Linked DNA regions of Rattus norvegicus: region 2 is linked to region 1. Evidence: chromatin contacts called from public Hi-C data. All regions are on one chromosome and are shown on one strand. Each heading gives the region's core, a stretch centred on a gene start, on an enhancer-like site or on the middle of the called end of the contact. The rest is flanking DNA. Distances are from core to core; before and after follow the strand shown. Region 1 holds the start of Clcn7 (chloride voltage-gated channel 7). Region 2 holds the start of Ube2i (ubiquitin-conjugating enzyme E2I).

The links. A called contact is a pair of places that touch in the nucleus more often than the background predicts.
Region 2: a contact with region 1 is called in a Hi-C map of liver, with 2.7 times the contacts expected there. The contact joins the promoter of Ube2i here to the promoter of Clcn7 in region 1. A contact is called at or near these places in 3 of 12 Hi-C or Micro-C datasets (kidney, liver and mammary epithelial cells).

The regions. Positions count from the first base shown.
Region 1 is chr10:14,654,899-14,658,388 of GRCr8, reverse strand. Clcn7 (chloride voltage-gated channel 7) reads right to left here and starts at 2,128. Exons shown (of 25, transcript NM_031568.2): 1 at 1,924-2,128. The coding sequence starts at 2,061.
Region 2 is chr10:14,796,190-14,799,920 of GRCr8, reverse strand. It overlaps Ube2i (ubiquitin-conjugating enzyme E2I), which reads left to right and starts at 1,667. Exons shown (of 7, transcript NM_013050.2): 1 at 1,667-1,734.

The DNA of each region.
Region 1 (3,490 bases), core at 879-3,378:
GCCTCTCCTAGACCTAGTCACACTCAAGTCAACTCAAGTGACTGAACAAGACTCCTACACCTCGTACCACATCCCACCCATATACTCTCTGTCGTGTTGCTCTGCTTGTCTGAAGACTTTGCACAATTTACACAGAGCACAAAAGTGCTCATTGCACATATTCCTATGGGGTTCCTCACACAAAACCAGCAAGGTGTTGAGCCTGTTCCCAGAGGGAAGGAAACTGTCCTATGCACCTCAGTGACCTGCACACAGAACAGGGAACCCACAATGGGGCAGGTGCACAACTATTTTTTTTTAAATTGTTTAACAGCAACCAATCAATTGTATTAACTGCAGCTTTGAAACGATAATGGTGTTTAGGGGAAAGATCACCTCATTCTTTACTCTTATGTCTATTTGCAAAGAAAAGCAAAACCAAATAAAAACAAAATCCACAGCCATTCAGCCCAAACTCAACTTCTGTTAGTTTCCAAATTCTTCCCTCTCTTAAAATCAGTTTCCAACATAAAATTACTTTCTTTTTGCAGAGAGACATGCGCGAGTGCTTGAGCATGGTGTTACTCTGGTGGAAGCCAGGAGAAGAAAAGGTGGTCAGATCACCTGGAGCTACAGTTACAGGAGGTTGAGCCACAGGACCCGGGTGCCGGGACCTGAACTTGGGTTCTCTTTGAAGCAACAGCCCCCTCACCAAGAGGTTACTTTCTTTACAATAACAATTCACACCTCCCAGAAACACCCTAGGAAGGCAGACATAGCCCTATCACCTTCCTCAAGTCATTTCAGGTTGCTGCTGCAGACCAGATTTGCAAGTACATGTCACTTCAAAGGGAGTTGAGCTGCTTCCCAGCAACGAGAAACTGACTTTTGACTCTCATTGTCCTAAGCACCTTCAAGGGTCTATAGCAAAGCCCATATGTAAGTTTTCATGCAGCTGCCTGATCTTGTGTTCTTCTTAGCCTCTAAAATAGCAGGAGTGTTTGCCAGACACCTCTAAAATCAGAAGGAGGAAGGGTAGAGGGCGGATATAAAACAGACTAACATCAAGGAATTGACATAAGTAACTGACTCAAAGCTAACATGATGCACACAGGCAAGAGAAGCAAAAGCAGGCGAGCCAACAAACCTGTACCCTTTTTCAAACGCTATGCATCTAAAGGCACAAACTGTTTTGGGTGCTGAGCACAATCTGGCCTCTGACTTGTTGCTTATCCTGTCTGGCTGCATATTCTATCTTCAATTAGGTAGCAAGAGAAAATGAGTGGAAACACTTGTCATTCCAATTGTGCCCCAAATGTTTGGAATTGCTCCTATGAGAAAGGAGGCAGACACTTTCACTGAAAACGCACTGCCATTTAAGCTGTCTGTGAAACCTGCCAGGCGTGTAGTCCAGGCCTTCCAAGTTCTTGGGGAAATGAGGCGGAATTATGAATTCATTGCTAGCCGTGGTCTTACTGTGAGACTGTATCTTGAAACGCTAAGGGCTGGGGGAGCAGACCTGAGGTCGTATGCTTGCCTAGCATGTGTATACCCTGGGCTCGAGCCTCGCCACAAAAAGTTAAAAAAAAAAAATCAACCAAAAAAACAAACAAACAAAAAAAAAAAACAAAAGAAACCACAACAACAACGTTAAAGTCTTAGGATCTCTTGCTGAAAAGTCAATGACAATGGTTGCTGGAGGAGAGGGTATCATTTTTTTCTGATGGTGTAGCCACTTGGTGGGGACGAGATGGGAAGAAGGGGTTCAAAGGGGAAGAAAGGAAGAGGCTTATGGGTGCGAAACTATCCAAAATAAGTTTTCCAGAATTCAAAAAAAAAAAAAAAAATAGAGGAGAACGCTGTGGCCTCCCTCTGGGCCCGGCCAGCACACTGAAGACCAGCTTAGCGATCCCGGCGGCCGCATCTCCGGCCCGCGGGCCTCACCTGGCGCGCGCCCGGCCCGGCTCCGTTCAGCAGCGGCGTCTCCTCGTCAGGTTGCCCCGTCCTTCGAAGCAGCGGCGCCCCCTCCTCGTCATCGCGATCTCGGCCGGACCAAGACACTTTCTTAGAAACGTTGGCCATGGCCCACTGAGGACCAAACTCCACAAGAACAGCCGGCAGCCCGGCAGCGTTCCCGTGACCCGCGCCCGGGACTCACATGATCTACCATCGGTGCCCACGTGACCCAGGACGGAGGCCGGTGAGGTCCGTAAGCGCGGGGTCTCCTGGGAATTGTGGTTCACTGGTCCTTGCAGCCCGGCGTAGAAACCTAGATCTTAAGACCCCTAGCAGTTAGTGTCTTTACTGAAGGCAGTGACCCAGACTCCAGAGAAGAACTAGCCGGAGATGCACGCCCAATCTCTGAAGAGATGATGTGAAAAAATATATAAACTAAGTTCTGGAATCGTCACTCTCAACCAAGCTGGCCTCATGAGTTTTTTTGTGTTCAACGGGCAGCTGGACTACTGCAATTCTGGGAAAGGGCTTGAGATCCTGAAGTTCCAGAGGAGGAAAGATTGGGGGAGGAGCAGGAGGAGGGGGAGGGGGAGGGGAAGGAAAGGGCTTGAGATCCTGAAGTTCCAGAGGAGGAAAGATTGGGTGGGTGGGGGGGAGGAAGAGGAGGAGGAGGCGGCGGCGGCGACGACTAGGACAGCACATGGGTGTGGTGTTAACTAGCCGTAGGATGCTTTAGGCAATAGTATTTTAGCAAGGCTAAGTTAAGTGTAATCTTAGTAACCGGCATTAGATCAGCAAAGTTGTTCTTAGATCTATCCTGAATTATATCTATATCGGGGTAAGGAATGGGATTTGATACTGCAACTTCAGGGACTCGAGAGTGACAATAATCATCATGGGTAGCACTCTACAGACAAAGAACAATGCTGCAAGGTTAAATTCTGAGCAGTGTCACGGCAGTTGCTTTACTGAAGATGGTAGAAGGGAGCAAGGAAGAAAGTGTCCACTTAATAAAGGAAATAGGTATACAATGCGAAAGCTACATTTAACAGAGAAACATGGGAAAGGCTGGGGTTAATGTGCACAACATAGGAAGGCTCTATAAAAATAATTAAAATTCAATTCAGAACTTCAGTGGTGGCAAAGGTCATGTATAAGAGAGTTAACAAGGATTCTAGAATATGTCGATGCCCACACCGACACGGCACCGAGAACCAGGCTTAAGCCTGGGGATTAAAAAACACACATATTCGGGTCCCTCGGGTTAAGAGAGAATGCCAATTCTGTAGCTTTATTCACCGAATATATACCCCAAGTTCACTGGGTGGAAAATTCCAGGAAGACCAGCCTAAGTCCCAGGAACAAAGACTGAGAGCAAAGGATGGGAACGAATGGACCATTGCCCAGGTGTACGCCCGGGTATGTCGCTACCGGGCCAGGGGATTCCTTTGTTAGGAACAAAAGGCTTCTACATGCATCAGCAGGGCTTCAGCAGGGGTCAAACACTGCAGGGGAGCCAGGAGGGTCCGACAAATATATATATATATATTCTATA
Region 2 (3,731 bases), core at 418-2,917, 140 kb before region 1:
AAATTGGGGGTGGAATCATGGGCAACAGGAATTCAAGGTCATCCTTGAGTTGGAGGCCAGGCAGGGCTAATGCATAAGACCCTAAACTAAAAAACTAATAAAAAGTAAAAAGATTACTGGGCCACTCAGAGCCCCCAGATAATCTGCTAATAACTTTGGTCCCTGATGGTACAATGCACAGGTCAGGGCTGCTCTTGGTCAACATATGTAGGTGCCCAGGAGCCACCAGTCTTGGAAGCTGCTGTGCAGGCTGGGATGGATCCAAAATAGATGCCTTCTGTTGGGGGTACAGATCTGCTGGGGTCACCAACCACCACAACTGGGTGTCACGGACCTGTATCTAAGCAGACCTCATCTACAACTCAGCCCCAATGAGAGAATAAGGTCCCTCAGGATCTGGTGCTCATCGTGATCTTAACTCTAAAACAGTACGGCAAAGAACTGGAGAAATTAACAGGGTGAGCTCCAGGGAACGGTGGGCAATTATGGGCAAAGGGCATGGGACCTGGGTCTCTGTTCTGGGGCACCCAACAGCCTCAGAAGAGAAGAGGAGGACGAGGACGAAGGTTAGTAAATGGATGGAGACATTGACAGATAAACACTGAAGTCTCCAGCAACACAGGGCTCATATTGAGATATCCCAGGAAGCCCTTGTTGGCTGCAAGTGGCCCCGAAGGCTTCCGGCACGTGCCAAAAAATGGAGCAGGCGCCAGGATGGCCACCAGGGGGCCAGCCGACGTTTCTAAGTACCCGTCCCGTCGGTGAGTCGGTGAGGAAGCATCCGAGCACCGAGCTGGGTTGCAGAGGACTAGCGGAGGAAACTGGACTAGGCCACGGAGTGACAACAGCGTGTCCAGTGGTGCCAACAGAAGCCGCGCAGGGGTTTCAGGTGGAACGAGGTGTGGGGTGCAGCATAGGGGAGAGGATTAGGGGCGGGGGAGTTCTCGGGTGCTGCCCCTCCCCCATGGTTCCGGCCCATTCCCCTCCCCCACCGAGGGCTAATTCGTAGGTTAGGGAGCTTCCACATTTCTCTCCCCGTCGGTTTTGTTTGCGTTTGGTCCTTTGTATTAGGTCCGTTCATTGGGTAGGTTCGAGATTTACCCCGCCCAAATTCCAGGGCTAGCCAATTACAGAAAATGTCTCAACGCCCCGTATTCCGGGGATCGTCACCGTACTGCGACGATTCCCAGGATGTTTAGGCCTCAGTGATCTTTGCTCCCGGGACTCGGGCCTTGAGCCCAAGGATACCTCCAGAGCCTGTGCCTGGTAAGGTGCCCTCTGAGCATCCGAATGACCCTTGGAAATCTATGCTTTCTTTTCTTCACACGACTCTCTGATGTGTCCTCGAGTGGACGCGCTGATCCCGATGAGGAGTTTGCAGACGCTCCCTTGAGCCTAGGTCGCGTCCCCTTTAAGAGTGCGGCCGTTCAGGGGACCGCCTGCTTGGACAGGCGCCCCGGGCCCCAGCTCTGTAGGTGGTCGCGGGCAACGAGAGCGCAGCAACCGAGTAAGGGCTGAGCGAAGCTCATGTTTAAATAGACGGCGTAGGCTGCCGGACCGGAAAGACGGTACGCTGAGCAGGCGTGCGGCGGGCAGCCCAACTCAGGCCCCGCCCCGCCCCGCCCGCTGGGGTCCTGCGCTCCGGGCTGCGCGCGGCGGGCGCGGAGGGAAGTCCCGAGACAAAGGAGCGCCGCCGCCTCTGCCGCCGCGACGGTCCGGGCCGCGGTCGCCCAGGTGAGCCGCCACCGGCTTGCGCGCGCACTCCAATCCTCGCCTGGAGTCGCCGCCGTTCCCAGTGAGCTTCCGGGAGGCGCCGAGCGGAGCCACAGCGGCCTCCTCTCGCTCGCGGCCTCCTCCCGCCTCCGAGTCTCGGCCTTCGGGGCAATAGGGCCCAGCCGCTGTGCCATGGGCGAATGCAGGGTTGGGAACACGGCCCACTACCCCCCTACTCTTGGCGTACTGAGTTCCGCCGACCCCACAACAGATAATCTGAGCTTCCCAGTAGCTCCTAGACACATTCTGGGCGGTGCTGGGCTCCGTAGTTAGGCGAGCGGGAGTGCAGGAAGGCCGTGGGCACTGGGCCGTGTCGCGGCCTGTAAGCACCCGGAGTCACAGCAGAAGGCTTGGCTTACTTCGTTCGTTGCTGAGACGCTAGGCTTGTAGTTTGGGTTTTTGTGGGGGTCTTGTGCATGTTCTCTGCCCCACTGTTCTTTTTTCTTAAGGAACCGTTTTAGTGGATGAATTACCTCTCTGCATAGCAGAAAACGGGTATCAAAGGGGAATTTGTTTTGATTCTAAAGGTTTTCAGGCTGTGAGTGATTGCAGTCCTGCCCTCCTCTGGCTGTCTCTGCCACTAGAAACTCAAGAAACGGCGTGGTATACTTAGTGAAGGATCCTTAGGGCCTAGAGTGTGCATTCGAGTAGAAGAGGCCGCTTAGCCTTATCCAAGCCAGCCTTAGTGGCCGGTACCCACGTTTCCTCTGCCGAGGTGGGCGGAGATAAGCAACCTTGCACAGGTTCTCTGACCGGTAAGTAACTCTGAAGTAGGTGGTGTCGCCAGACGAATACTGCACACTGCAGGAACCTTGAGGTGGTAGAAAGACCCATCCCTCTGTGTTCTGCCGGTCTCTAGTAGTGGGGAGAGGATTGTATTTTGTTGTTTTTTGGGGGTTTTTTCCTTCGAATTTTTCTTTGCCGGGGGTAGGGGTGTATTTACATCACAAAACTTTAGCTCGTGGAGTGACTGTTACCGCTCTCGGGAGCAGCGGCACTGTCTCAAGGACCAGTTTCTGCTTAGATCGTTGCCAGTGTGTCTCTAGGGTTCCTTTTCTTTGACCGTGGGACCTTTAAGAGCTCTGGTAAGAGCCGTCTCTCACTTTGCCTCCCTGCTTTTGAGACAGCATCTCTTGTAGCCAAGGCTAACCTTGAACTCTTGGGGGTCCCCCTGGTTCAGTCTCCTTAACACTTGAGTGTGCAGGCACGAGCCACCACTTGAGCTAGCTTCTCGGTTCTTCTCACTTAGGATAACTGCAGTTGGATGCTAGGACAGAGTTTTCTGGGCACACAACTTTCTCCTGAGGTCAGTTATGGCTGTCCAACAGCTTGTGTAGCATAGTGTCCAGGCTTCTTCAGAGAACTGACCCGGGGTCCAGAGACCTGTTTGGAAACCCTGCCCAGACTTGCTTGGGATCTTCTGCCATCTGACTGGCTGGGTGAGGAGAGCAGCTCCTTCACTGCCTACCCTTAGTTAAAGAAGCTAGAGTGCTTGTACCCTTAAGCCCGAGGACGAGATTGGGCTTGTGCATTGAGAAGTTGAGAAGAGGGACACATTGGATACATAGGCTTCTGTGCCCTGCTCCAGCCATTGATGTCCTTGGGTCTACCTCTGCCCTCATACCCTCTAACCAGACAGCTCAGGTGCGCCAGTGTCACCTGGGCGTTGCTGTCAAAGCTTGCTCTTATCAGCAGCCCCTGTGGCCAGCAAACTGCCTGTCCTCTTAGATGGATGCCACCTGGGTCCTACATTGACTACAAGGACTATTATTAGGGCAGGTGTTGGGGTGGCCAGAACCTCCGTGGTTGTGCTTGTTCGCAGACAGGCTTTACTCCTTGCTGGGGAAAGACAGTTGGGTTTGGGCTGGACCCTGTGTTTTAGACTTGAGGTCGGTAAGAGAGGAGCCTTGCCTTTAGTTTGTACACTTTGTGCTTTGGGACTGGAGCTGTGGAACATA